Linked DNA regions of Pan troglodytes: all the other regions are linked to region 3. A link is a contact called in public Hi-C data. All regions are on one chromosome and are shown on one strand. Each heading gives the region's core, a stretch centred on a gene start, on an enhancer-like site or on the middle of the called end of the contact. The rest is flanking DNA. Distances are from core to core; before and after follow the strand shown. Region 1 holds the start of PCCA (propionyl-CoA carboxylase subunit alpha). Region 2 holds the start of ZIC2 (Zic family member 2). Region 3 overlaps PCCA (propionyl-CoA carboxylase subunit alpha).

Region 1 (3,884 bases), core at 1,279-3,778, 150 kb after region 3:
AAAGCTTATGTATTACACAGTAAGTGTATAACAAGTGTACAACAGTAAGTACAGTAACAGCCTTCCTCTCAGCCTCTCCAATCTAAAATGTCAGTGTCATCCCTCCCACCTCCAACATCAATGTCTTCCCACTGCTCTAAGACAAACACCAAACCTCATAATGTGATCTATAGGAGCCAGCATGGTCTGACTCCTGCCAGCTTCCCCAACACCATCTACTCTCTGCATCTGAGCCTCTGTAGGCTTTTTTCAGTTCTTCTAACCTGTCATTCCCTCTGGCCACAGGACCTTTGCATACACTGCTCTCTCACCTATAACATTCATCTCCTCTGTTTGTTAGAGAAGGTCACTTCATCCTTCAAAACTTGTCTCAATTTTCAGTTCCAAAGGAAAACACTCCCTTACCGTAGGTAGTATAGTATGATTAAGAGCACAGGTTCTGGAGTTCTAAATCCTGTTTGCCACTTATTGGCACTATAGCTTCGAGCAAGTCACATTAACACTCAGTGCCTCACTTTCATCTTCTGGAAATGGGGGACATACGACTGTTGTGAGATTGAATAAATTAGTTCAAGCAAAGCAACAGAACAGTATCTAGGACACAGAATTCAAAATCTTGGCTTGGTCAAATCCCTCTATTTTATTTTCTTATAGCACCCGGGCATCTCCCCTAATACCATTTTACACTTGTTACAGTCTCCCTACTAGACTAAAATTTCTAAGAAAGCAGAAACCATATTCATTCCCCAGAAGTGGAAGACAGGAGATATTCAGTAAATATTTGTTGAAAAAAATAGCTACAAGGACGAAGCTGACGCCCAAGGAAGAGACTTGTCCAATATACAAAGCCTCATGCGCCTGACCCCAAAGCCCACACTTTCCACCATACTAAGTTGCCTCCTATGTAAATGCATAAGTCTTACAGTTGCAATTGAAGTGGCCAACACAGCTGAACAGAATGATAAAGATTAAAGAACACTAAACTGTACGGGAACACAGAAAACAGTGAAAGTCCGCACGCCGAATTGGACACAAAACAAACATAGGTGCCACTCACTTCCATGTCGATAAGCTCCAGCTCTCATACTGCCCACCTGGGGCTCGGTTCCCTCCTCTTTAAAGAGTAGGATGGGGCAGGTCGTCTCTAAAGTGTCTTCAACGTCTAAAATTCAATGACTATAAATCAAGTTATGTGGCAATGTTTTAATAATTATTTTTTAAAAGGAAGTTTAACAAGCACACTGAACCAGCTGACAGATGGTTTTCAGGGGACCTTCATTTTAAAGAATGTGTTCAAGTGCCTCAACAAACCTTATAAAGTAGGTTAGGTGGTCTGTGCCCCAGAATTAACGACAGACTCGACATTGACTGGAGACAGAGCTCAGAAGCACACACAAGCACTCCAACCTGTTTGTCAATCTGCCATCATGACAGCCTAGGTATACAGAACAGTCATGAAATGTGTTTAGAACAGTGCCAAAATCAGGCTCACCACTATACCGAAAAGGAAAGTAAGTTCACGGGATGCATTTGGTACACAGTAGACTGGGGTGTCATACAATTAAAACAGGCTTTCAAATGAAACGTAAAATCTATTGGCAGTCCTGACATGGTATAATACTTTAAAAGATAAGACAAACTCACAACCCTAACACTACTTAAGCAACAGTTCACAGTGTCCCTTCAAAAATGCTGGAAAGAGGCAACAGAACACGGAAACTATAAGGACACCTAAAAAGACACCCTGGAAAGCTTAAGACAAAGCCAATGCCGCGGGGCCCTGGAAGCAGACCTCGGGCAATATGCCTGCCCAAAGCCATCAGCCGCCTCGGAGGGCGTGCGGGCACCCAACTGCCTCTGCCCTAGGCCTCTCTGCTCCGCAGGATCCCCGCGAGGATCAGCTGCAACGAGGGATGCCTCCTGAGCCCGCTGCCACGCGAACTCCGGGAGGGAGGAGAGCAAGCGGTGTAGCTGAGGCGGAACCGGGGCGCGGGGGCAGCCGGACCCAGCCAGCGCTCTCCCGGCGCCAGCCGCCCAGAGGCGGCACGGCTAGAAGCCCAGTGAAGCCCGGACCCGCGAGGCCCCGTTGCTCCTCACCTTCAGGGTCCGCAGCGCCGCGCTCAGCATCAGCTGCTGCGGCGGCCACCGCCCACGCCGTCCGGCAGCGACCAGCGGTGCTGTCCCGACCCAGAACCCCGCCATTGTTGTCTCCGCAGACCGCCCCTCTGCTGACCTCTCACACAGCCGGAGGGGGTGGAGAAGGGGAGCGCAGGAGCTCCGGCAAATCACGAGCCAGAAACCCGATGCCCCGCCCCCTAACTTGCGTAAAGGGGAGGGTGAGTGGTCGGCCAGATCCGCCGGATCCGGGATCCGGGAGTCGCGCTAGGACCTGGAGGGCTAGTCGGCGGGCTGCGCGTCCGGCCGCTAGCGGAGCTGGAGGCCACCGGCCAGAGCCGACCCCAGGAGTGAGAGAGACAGGGGCGCGCGTGAGTTCCGGCGGCCTGCACCGGGCAAACCCGTACCTTCCCAGCATAGGCTCAGCAACCCACGTGCATCCAGGCCGGTTAATGTCATTGAGTCACTTCCGCGCCTTGGCCACCCTGGAGTCCCGAGAATCCGAAGTTCCAGACAAATGCCCAAACTACATTCCTACATGTTCGAAAGCGTAAATTGCAAAGCACAAATCCAGGTAAGGTTTTTAACGACTATAATAACACATAAAAAGTTCTAGGACTGGAAATCAGAGATCCGAGCTCAAGTCCTACCTCTGCCACTTAATATGTGTGTGTGAAAGAAATTAGCCACAACTAGAGTCAGTCTTTGTTGCTCGCAAGCAGAAACCCTTGTTAGTACAACTACTGGCCAGGCGCAGTGGCTCACGCCTGTAATCCCAGCACTCTGGGAGGCCGAGGCGGGAGGATAACCTGAGGTCAGGAGTTGGAGACCAGCCTGGACAACATGCCGAAACCCCGTCTCTACTAAAAAATACAAAAATTAGCTGGGCGTGGTGGCGCACTCCTGTAATCCCAGTTACTCGGGAGGAGGCTGAGGCAGGAGAATTGCTTGAACCCTGGAGGTGGAGGTTGCAGTGAGCCGGATCATGCCACTACACTCCAGCCTGGGTGACAGAGCAAACTCCGTTTCGAAAAATAAAATAAAAATTAGTGCAACTATTAAGGGCCGGGCCGTGTGCTAGAGCCTCAGATTCCCTCTTACTTGAGAGTTTACAAGAACCTTAATGGAGTATATATTATTTCCATTTGGAGAAACTGAAACTGTAGCAGGGTAAAGTCAATCAGCGAGTAAAAGGTCAAACTAGGGTTTGAACCCAAATCTGGCTGCCTTGAGGGACTGGGCTCATGTTTTGCTATATTATGGAAATTTTAAAATATATACAAAAGAGATAAAATTGCACTATGATCACCCAGATACCCATTACACCGCGTCAACGAATCAACATTTTGTCCATCTTGTTTCATCTATTCCCCTTTTTATTTTGTGCAGGAATATTTTAAAGCAAATCTAAGACATCAGACCACCTCATCTATAAACACATCAGTATTGGGGGTTCTCCTCTTAACTACTTTGCATCTCCTGCAGAGTCACCTTGAGAGAGTTACAAAGCTAGGAATGGCCTAGAGTACACTACAGCATGGTAAATGCCCAAAGAGAGAGAAATAAAATGGGGATATCAGAAAGGTGACATTTAATGGAATTTTAGAATGTAAGTAGGGACTTTTGTGACAAAATGAAAAGGATTATCAATTTTACAGGACTTCTCACTTATGTACCTCAGTCTTCATTCATTTTCTACCTGGGAAACTTGCTTTTCTTTTTTCTTTTGTTTTTTGTCTTTTCCCCATGTTTTACCCTTTGGATTAGTT
Region 2 (4,447 bases), core at 1,811-4,310, 250 kb after region 3:
TAACCGCCTTCCCGCCCGACAGTCCTGCTCATTTATTTCGTATTTTACTTTCTTCCAGGCTGACGTCCATCTCCTCAAATTTCTCAGGAATGTGGGGAAGCTCCTGGCCCTGCCTGCCTTTCTAGAGGGCTTCTTGGATTTGCAGCTTCTAACAAGTTGCTCTCGCCACGGAGAAGCTGTTATTATGACAAAATATTTGGGGCATTATCAAAATCACACAGGCTGCTGGGCTGCTGTCGGTTTCTCGCCAGGGCCAGTAAGCAATTACATTTGGAGTTGCTACGTGTTGTTTGGGGGCCGGGCTGTGGAGAGTGACTGAGCCAGTATTTTTCATCCAAAATTCTGCAAATTGAATTAACCACAATTCTAGTCTCACCTCCCGTCTTTAAAAAAAATAAGTTGAAGAAAAGGTAACTATTAGAGATAAGGCAGCATCTAGTGACTGCGGAGAGGCACAAGCTGGTGGGCGAGGGTTGGGGGAGTCAGCAAAGCCTTTCAAAACCTCCCCGTTTAATTTTCTGGCGGTCTCTGCATCCTGTTGCCAGAATTCCAAATGCTTGGAGTCATTTAGAGGTGCGAGAACTCAAACGTCGTTCCACTTGGAAAGGGGACCGTTTAACGTTAAATTCCATTAGCACCTAAATTGTTTCTTAAAGACATCCGCTCAGACACAGGACTCGAAAGCGAGCATTTCATGCAAATAAATTTCTCAAATTTTAAACCTTGTTAAAAGCTTGTCTCGCACCTCGGCTCCCTCCCTTCCCGGAAGAGAACAATAGGCCGCTGGCGCATCCCCACTTCGGAGTAAATATTGACGGGGGAAGTTGCTAAAACATTTGGCTTTCTTTTAGGAAATCGTCTGGCACGATTTTGGCTGAGACCTGGTCATAGATGAATAATCTATGAGGCGGGAGGCGCGTTCTTTTGCGGCTCTCTCTTCTCACGCGATCCCCCCGCGGGGCCGCGCTGCCTGGGGCTCTAGCTGACCTGGGGCTCTAGCTGACCTGGGTCCAAGTTGGGAATCGCAAACTCTGTGGTGCCCATTAGAGAATTTCACAAACTGCTGCGAAACCACAGTAAAGCCCCCGCGACCCACCCCGAGACGGGCTTTAAAAACACTTTAAAAATGAGAAACGCATTACAGCTTCGGCTCACACCAGACTCATTTAATGGGAAACAGTCCCGGGAAGGGCGTTTGGACCCCGAGTAAAAGAAGTGGGAAAACACACAAACCACTCAAACAGACATACACTCCGAGCAGAAAAGCACATTCAGACAAGCTGGCAAAATCCTCTCTAGGCTCGCTTCCCGGGCACCGAATTAGCGAGCAGTTTTATTTTGTGCTTTCTACTTAAAACGGAAATTATTAACCGGGGCTGAGCAAACGAAGCAATTGCATGACCCAAGCATACATTTGATGTGAGGCTAATCATTTAAAACTCGATTTCCGCACATGTAAAAACCTAGCCCAATAATATTGTCATCGTCCAACATAAACAAGCTGCTGGCTCTCTCGTACACGCAAAAACACCTCCCATCCCAGGTCCCCGGCTGGCGGTCTGCGCCCAGCGTCGGCACCCACAGCCTGAGTCTCAGCCTGTGCGTGTCTCCCCTCCGCGCCTGGTCCCTGTCCCAGCCCGCGGTTACCTGTGTGGGTCCTTTTGTGGATCTTGAGGTTCTCGGAGCGCGCGAAGACTTTGCCACAGCCCGGGAAGGGGCAGGGGAAGGGTTTCTCGCCTGTGTGCACGCGGATGTGGTTGACCAGTTTGTATTTGGCCTTGAAGGGCTTGCCCTCGCGCGGACACTCCTCCCAGAAGCAGACGTGGTTGCTCTGCTCCGGGCCGCCGACGTGCTCCACGGAGACGTGTGTCACCAGCTCGTGCATGGTGCTGAAAGTTTTGTTGCAGCTCTTCTTGGGATTGCTCAGCTGCTCGGGGTCGATCCACTTGCAGATTAGCTCCTGCTTGATGCACTGCTGCCGCATATAGCGGAAAAAGGCACCGGGGTGGTGGTGGTGGTGGTGGTGGTGGTGGTGGGCCGCGGCTGCTGCCATGTTCATACCCATGTTCATATTCATGGGGCCGTACTGGTTGTGGAGTTGCGCCGCCGAGTAGGGGTCGGTCCGCGGGCTGGCCACCTGGCGGTATTGCTCCGAGCGCCCGAACACCTCGCCGGGCAGCCCGAGGCGCATCTGCCCGTTGAGCACATTCTGCGAGCCGTGCGGCCCGTGCTGCTCTGGCAGGCCCGGGAAGAGGAGGTGGCCCTGCGCGTCCGAGTGCGCGTGGTGCAGGCCGCCCGCGCCCGGCCCGAACAGCCCGTGCTGCCCGCCGCCCGGCGCCGAGTCCCCGAAGCCGCGGCTGCGGAACAGGAAGTCCCGGGTGGAGTTGAAGGGCGGCCCAGAGTAGGAGCCAACGTGCGCGGCGTGGGGCCCGAGCGCTGCGGCCGCAGCGGCAGCCGCAGCGGAGCCGGGGTAGGCGCCGGGGCCCTGCGACGTGAACGCCGAGCTCTGGCCCGGGGACAGCTCGTGCGCGCCCGGGTTGAGCTTGAAGGCTCCCATGTGCGCGGCGGCGGAGTCAACGAAGCCGTTCTGCGCCGCCGCCAGGCTCAGTTCACGGTCCTGCATCTCGGCGGCAGCCGCCGCCGCCGCCGCGGCGGAGTGGTGATGGTGGCGCGCGAAGCTGCCCACCCCGATGGCCGGGAACTGCGGACCCGCGTCCAGGAGCATGGCCAGCGCGCCCGCCCGCCCCTGCGAGCCCTGCGCCTCCGCGCCGCCTCGACTCCCGCTCCCGATCCGCGCGGTGCGTCCGGCGGCCACCGGGCTCCAGGCGCAGGCGGCGGTGGTGGCGGCCGCTTCAGCCCTGGGAGCCGCTCTCCTGCGCCCGCCGCCTCCGCCGCCGCCTGGATCTGCCTCGGGCGGCCGGGCGCGTAGCGAAGGCGCGGAGAGGAAGAGGAGGAGGAGGCGGCGGCGCGGGAGGAGGAGGAGGAGGTGGAGGAGGAGAAGAGTCCAAAGCCAGGCAGAGAACCAAAGTGTATTAAAGGAGCTGCGGCGGGGGCGGGCGGGCAGGGCAGGGGAGGGCGGGCGGGAGGAGGGAGCCGGAGGGAGGTGTGGGGAGCCGAGAGGAGAGGGGGGCTACCGGGGGGCGAGCGCCGCGCCGCAGCCCCCACCCCTGCGCGCACCCGCGCGCGCACGCACACACTCACTCGCACGCCCAGCGGACCCGGAGCCCGGCCGCGCCGAGCAGCGCCGGTAGAATGCAGTCACAACCGCGGCAGGGCCACGGTGCCCGAGCGCGGCGGCCGTGCGCACGCCAGGCAGACGGGCGAGGAGAGGACCGAGGCGAGCTCCGCGCTCGGCACCCGGGGCCAGCGCACCAGCGGCTCCACCTGACCGCGGCGGGGGCGCCGGGGCGGCAGGCGGAGTCCAGGCGTCCTCTCCGCGGCGCTCTGCGGCGACAGCTCCCTCCCCCGCGGCCCTACTCGCGCCGCCCCGCGCGCGGCGGGTATTGTTCGGAGCCGCGGCCGCAGTGTTTAGCCCTCCTCGGCCTCGGCGCTTGGCATTGGCTGCGCCTCGCGTAGTAAACTTGCAGTGGCCACGAATTTCCTCAGATGAAGGCAGCAGCCGCGCCGCTCCCCCTTTCTTTAAGTTGTGCCGGAGGAGGAGGCGGGGGAGTAGGGGGGAGGGGGATGTGGGAGGGGAGAAAGCGAGCAGGGGGAGGGGAGGAGGGGGAGGCTGGGCTGAAAAACAATAACAACAATAAAAAAGTGATCTCTCGCTCGCCTCCTCCCTCCCGCCGGTCGGGCCTGGGCGCTGGGCCCGGAACTAGTGACCGCGCCGCGTGGACCCAGCGCAGTCCGCGACCCGAGGGAGTGTGAGGCCCAGGCGGGCTCCCAGGTCTCGGCTGCGGTGGGCTGCGTTCGCCACCGCCTCCGTTGATTTCGATGGGCGCCGCCAACGCTGCAGCGGCAGCCTTTTATTTTTTATTTTTTGTCTCCTCCTTTTCCTCTCCCCTCCCCCCGCACCCCCTAGTCTCCCGCCCCGGCCTCCCTCCCTCCCTCCAGCTCGAGGCCGGGCCCCCCGGTCAAACCGCCCCTTTAACGGCGGCTCCCGCCCTCCCGGCGCCGCGATTGGCCGCCGCGGCCTAGTCAGTCCCGCGCCCCCGCCCCGCTGCCGGGCCCGCCCCTCAGTCCTCGCGCTCCCTGAGCTGCTGCCGGCTCAGGCAGCCGCCGAACGTGCCCGTGGGCCCGGCCTGCCATCCTGCCGCGCTTCTCCCGAGACCTCGGCGCCGCGGCTTCTAGTCCTGGCCGACCGCGGCGCTCCCGGGAGCCGGGCGTCCAGCGTGGCTCGGACGCGGGCCCGGGCCGCGGGGTCAAGGCGCCCTCAGCCGGGTCAGGAATGGGAGGCAGCCCAGCGCTCTAGTCTTTCTGCGTAGGCCACCGACTTCCCCGG
Region 3 (4,386 bases), core at 1,040-3,539:
TCCAGCCTGGGCAATGACAGCAAAACTCCATCTTAAAAAAAAAAAAAAAAGAAAAAGAAAAGAAATTAAAAAGTTGGGAAACACTGCCCAAATACAAGTACATGTAAAACAGCCATTAAAAACTCCTCCAGTCTACCTTTTATTCCAATTTAAATCATTCAGTTCTAATTTCCCACATCTATTTTATCTTTCCCATCTAACAAGATTAAGTTGATACCTAACATCTTAGCAAAAGGCAAAAACTTAAAGAACTATGTCACATATGGTATCTTCATTTTAATCCAAATGTTCTTAATTTTAACAAACCACATTCAACTATGTACATATAAATTGACATTAAACTTATATCCAATCTTTAGAATTCTTAAGACAATTCCTTCTTTGAATTAGCCTGTGATCTCATCTTACAAAAGAGCTATGTATAGTTAAGGTCAAATTACTCTTTAAAGTCTCCTTTAATAATAGAATTTGGCAATTCAACTGATACATTCTTCCAGAGCAACAAGTAATCAAAATCTAAAACTATTAAAGTATTATTTGCTCTATGGGAATTACTTATTACCTGTTGACTCAACCGTATCTGCTGAAAGACACAGAAATCCTACCAAAGTTAATTTAAGGACTTACCAATTTCCCTTGCAATTCTGACAGCTTCTTCTGCATCCTGTAAAAGCAGGAAATGAGACTCAACATTAATCCCATGAGGCATTGCACAATGTCTTTAGGGCAGTCATATATTGCACTACTGTCTCCTCCGATTCATTTAATGTTCAATTTTACTACCTTCTAACCCTTTTCATTCAGAGAAATGTAAAATTAATACCATAAGTGGAATGTAAATTCTACCTCATCATTATTATATTAAGAAACTCAAAGCAGTTGAAATGAGCTGGCAGGAAGCACTACCAGAATTGCCAATGATTTGGTGCAGTTGCCGGAATTTAATGGCAGAATTTAGATGTTTACAATCAATACTGAATCATAAATCAGGTCATTAAAGCTTGTCCGCAGCCAGCTTGTTTCTGTCCAATATTATGTGTCATGTTTTCCTAGATTCTGTCAGCAGGGGGAGTTGATTCTCTATTGTTTGGGAGTAGTTGATCAATTTTGCAGAAATATAAAAGTTAATTTCCAGTACCTACAGGAATTACGAATTGTTCCAAAAAATCCTTTTGGTAATCTGCATTACCTTTTCTTTTCTATTGTTTCTTTCTTTTTTTTTTCAGGTACATATTTTATCTCTACAATTGTATCTTGTTACATAAATTAAAACTTTAATTTCAATGAACCAACTACTGGAGGAAAAAACTCCAAAAAGCAAAAGAAAGAAAATACCTTCCTAAACAGTAAGGGGTAAAAGTTTATCCATTTAAGGATTAGTTATTGCTAAATATTAACCAATGCCACTTCTACCTCTAAGAAGATGAAAAGACAAAAACTTCCCTTGAATCTAAGTAATTTCACTGATCATTAACCCTCACCTAACACATCCAACACAGGACACTGCTGAATCATTTCCCCAAATAACAATAAAGATAATGTTGAAATCTAAGCCTCCTTCGTGTGTGTGGGTGTGGGTGTGGTGTGTGTGTGCGTGTGTGTTTGTGTAATTCAGTGACACAAACTAAACTACCACAAAGACTGACAATATTGTTTTGAAACCACAGCTGGTAAGTGTGACTGAATTTTTAGAAAATGACTAAAATGCTGAAGTGAAGCCCAGTGTTTTTTAAGCTTTTAAGCTAATACATTTAAAATGTAGAGCAACCATGTCAGAATCCTCCGAGAAGGGGGCGGGGGGGATGTTTATAACTGGTTCACTTATGTCTAATAAAAATCTTCCTTAAAGTTCTTCAGTACCTAATAACATCCCCTGAATAAGGAGGTTGGCAGGGGAAGTTGTCAGAAAAATTTAATTTCCTTTCATTAGCCAGTCTGCTCCACAAATAGGTGCTTGTTAAGTTCAAAGGGGTCCTGAAAGCGACATCAGTTTTAAGTTGTTTTTTTTTTTACTCCAAGCAGTCACATCTGCTAATGAGATTTTCCAAATAACAATTGTTTTCAAGTCAGAGATAAATCTATATCTCCCACCCTATGCCTTCGAAAATCAAGGTTTACTGCTTTATTACACCTTGCTGTTTTCGCTGACCCTACATTCTCCAAATTTTAGCTTAAAGGGATGAAAATCCATGAAAAGGGTCATTTAAGAATGTTAGTGGTTTCCACACATTGAGTTGGAAGGTTCTTTGTTCCAGCCAGTGACAGTTATTGGAGAATACTTCCCCTTAATAGCCTCTCTGTCAGGAAGTGTTAAACCTGCCAAATGCGAACAATTAGTGCCTCTTGAACAAAATACAGGAAGAGTGATGGCTGATGAAGACTGGATTATAATAAACCTAGAAGAAAACTTTTAACATTTCTTTCCAACGTGATGAGAGAAAATAAACTGCTATTGTAAAAAGTTCATCACTTGAGAGAACTAACAGGCAAGTTTTAAAAGGTAATTCAAAAATTCATTAGACATATTTTGTCACTTATTTGAATATACATGTTATAGCTGGGTGTGTATGGATATATAAAGCCATATCTATATCTGACACAGCAAATTAAAAATTCCACTGCCACAAATCCAACACTTCTATAGCATGCCACAAAGCAAGCTTATCTTTCAACTCAACAGCATGCTAAGTCTTCTTACTATGAAAATTAGATTCTTCTAAATGAACTTTCAAATAAAATCAAGCTGCCTTAAAAATTAACTTTTCACTTGTCACTCATTCATCCAAAAATACTTTACTGAGGACCTATTATGCACTGGACATTAAAAGCTCTATTACTGTTTCAATAATAAACTACTAAATATTATACACTCAGCTCCAATATGGTCTTTGAGAACATGAAGTTTTATTATCAGGCTCTACAAAATTACTTTCGAAGAGATAAAAAGCCCTATATAGCTCCAAATTCAATGGCACTAAGTGACATCACACTGTAAAGGTTGCCTATAACATCATAAGTTTAAAAAATTTTAATCAAACTCTGAATCAACTAAAAAAAGGACCAACAATCATCACAAAAGATTAAATTAAAAGCTCACAGAAAAACAGTTCCAGAAGCACAATATCTGTGCTCAGCCTTGCTCCTAATTACAGAAATACAAATTAAAACAATGAGATCTCACTTTTCCTCTAGCAAATTAAAATCTGATAATGGCCAGGATGACAAAGTTAAATACTTCTCATATTACTGGTGTCATAGAAAATGGGATAATCTTTTTAAAAAGAAATTGTCAGTCTCTACCGAAAGTTTGAGGACACGTTATCTTTTGTTCTGAAATTTTACTCCTGGGAAGTCATCCTACAGATATACCCACATGAGTGAACACAGAGAGACATACAAAGAAATTCATTATTTTGAATTCGTTGGTGGTGTTTTAATAAGAAAAAAATTCTGAAAAACAATTTAGTAAGCCTTCAACAAAGGACTGGTACATCCATAAAATGAAATATTAGCCTTTAAAAAGAATGCAGTTGATCTATATGTTCTTATTCAACCACTTATACATTAATTCAATAACTATCTGCCCAGCAACACTACATGAAATACATCTTCTGCCTTCATGGAGCTTATTACAAACTAATGAGAGAAACAGAAAATAAACAAATCAATTGATAACTAAAATAAATGTTACATAGAAACAGAGTACTCAGGCAAGAATACTAGGGAGAACTTCTTTCAGACAGGCTGCTCAGAAAGGGCCCTTCTGGAGTAAAATATTTAACCTAAGGATAAAGACATCTAGCCAGGCCAAGCACAGTGGCTCACACCTGTAATCCCAGCACTTTGGGAGGCCAAGATGGGAGGATCACTTGAGGGTAGGAGTTTGAGACTAGCCTGGGCAACATGGCAAGATCTCTATCCCTACAAAAAAATACAAAAATTACTGGGTGTGGTGGTGGGACCTGTAGTCCCAGCTACTTGGGAGGCTGAGGCAGGAGGATTGCATGAGCCCAGGAGGTCAGAGCTGTAGTGAGCCATGATGGCGCCACTGCACTCCTGCCTGGGAAATAAAGTGAGACTCCGTCTCTAAAACCACACACACACACACACACACACACACACACACACACACACACACATAAACATAAACAGCTAGCTACCATGGAAAGATCAGGGAGAAAGAACATTAGACAGAGGGAACCACACATATAAAAATCCTAGATGAGGAAGCAATTTAATAGGGAAAGAATATCAGGCAGCTAAAGCTGAAACACAGTAAGGAAGTGGCAGCAAAGCACAAGATAAGGAGGTATGGACGGCGTGGCCCTGTTCTGGCCAGGTCTTATGGGATTTGGTACACGGTCCAAGATGCCTTGGTTCTATACA

Evidence for each region. Hi-C and Micro-C count contacts between places; a contact is called where the count stands out from the background.
Region 1: a Hi-C map of stem cell-derived neural progenitor cells shows a contact between it and region 3, with 4 times the contacts expected there. The contact joins the promoter of PCCA here to the enhancer-like site in region 3. A contact is called at or near these places in 2 of 7 Hi-C or Micro-C datasets (induced pluripotent stem cells and stem cell-derived neural progenitor cells) and 1 of 1 datasets of contacts at active chromatin or transcription factors (stem cell-derived excitatory neurons).
Region 2: a Hi-C map of stem cell-derived neural progenitor cells shows a contact between it and region 3, with 6 times the contacts expected there. The contact joins the promoter of ZIC2 here to the enhancer-like site in region 3. A contact is called at or near these places in 3 of 7 Hi-C or Micro-C datasets (induced pluripotent stem cells and stem cell-derived neural progenitor cells) and 1 of 1 datasets of contacts at active chromatin or transcription factors (stem cell-derived excitatory neurons).

What each region holds. Positions count from the first base shown.
Region 1 is chr14:105,694,823-105,698,706 of NHGRI_mPanTro3-v2.0_pri, reverse strand. It overlaps PCCA (propionyl-CoA carboxylase subunit alpha), which reads right to left and starts at 2,528. Exons shown (of 24, transcript XM_001149000.7): 1 at 2,098-2,528. The coding sequence starts at 2,202. It overlaps LOC107967971 (a long non-coding RNA gene), which reads left to right and starts at 2,343. Exons shown (of 2, transcript XR_001708840.3): 1 at 2,343-2,689.
Region 2 is chr14:105,587,528-105,591,974 of NHGRI_mPanTro3-v2.0_pri, reverse strand. ZIC2 (Zic family member 2) reads right to left here and starts at 3,060. Exons shown (of 3, transcript XM_003314197.7): 1 at 1,648-3,060. The coding sequence starts at 2,725.
Region 3 is chr14:105,839,639-105,844,024 of NHGRI_mPanTro3-v2.0_pri, reverse strand. PCCA (propionyl-CoA carboxylase subunit alpha) reads right to left here. Exons shown (of 24, transcript XM_001149000.7): 8 at 628-664. Among named protein-coding and RNA genes, the nearest start is that of PCCA, 150 kb to the right of the region's middle. Within about 2 kb of position 2,289, at least 4 of the 24 cell types and tissues checked have an H3K27ac peak or open chromatin away from gene starts, as enhancers often do. A contact at or near this core is called in stem cell-derived neural progenitor cells, where this site is marked.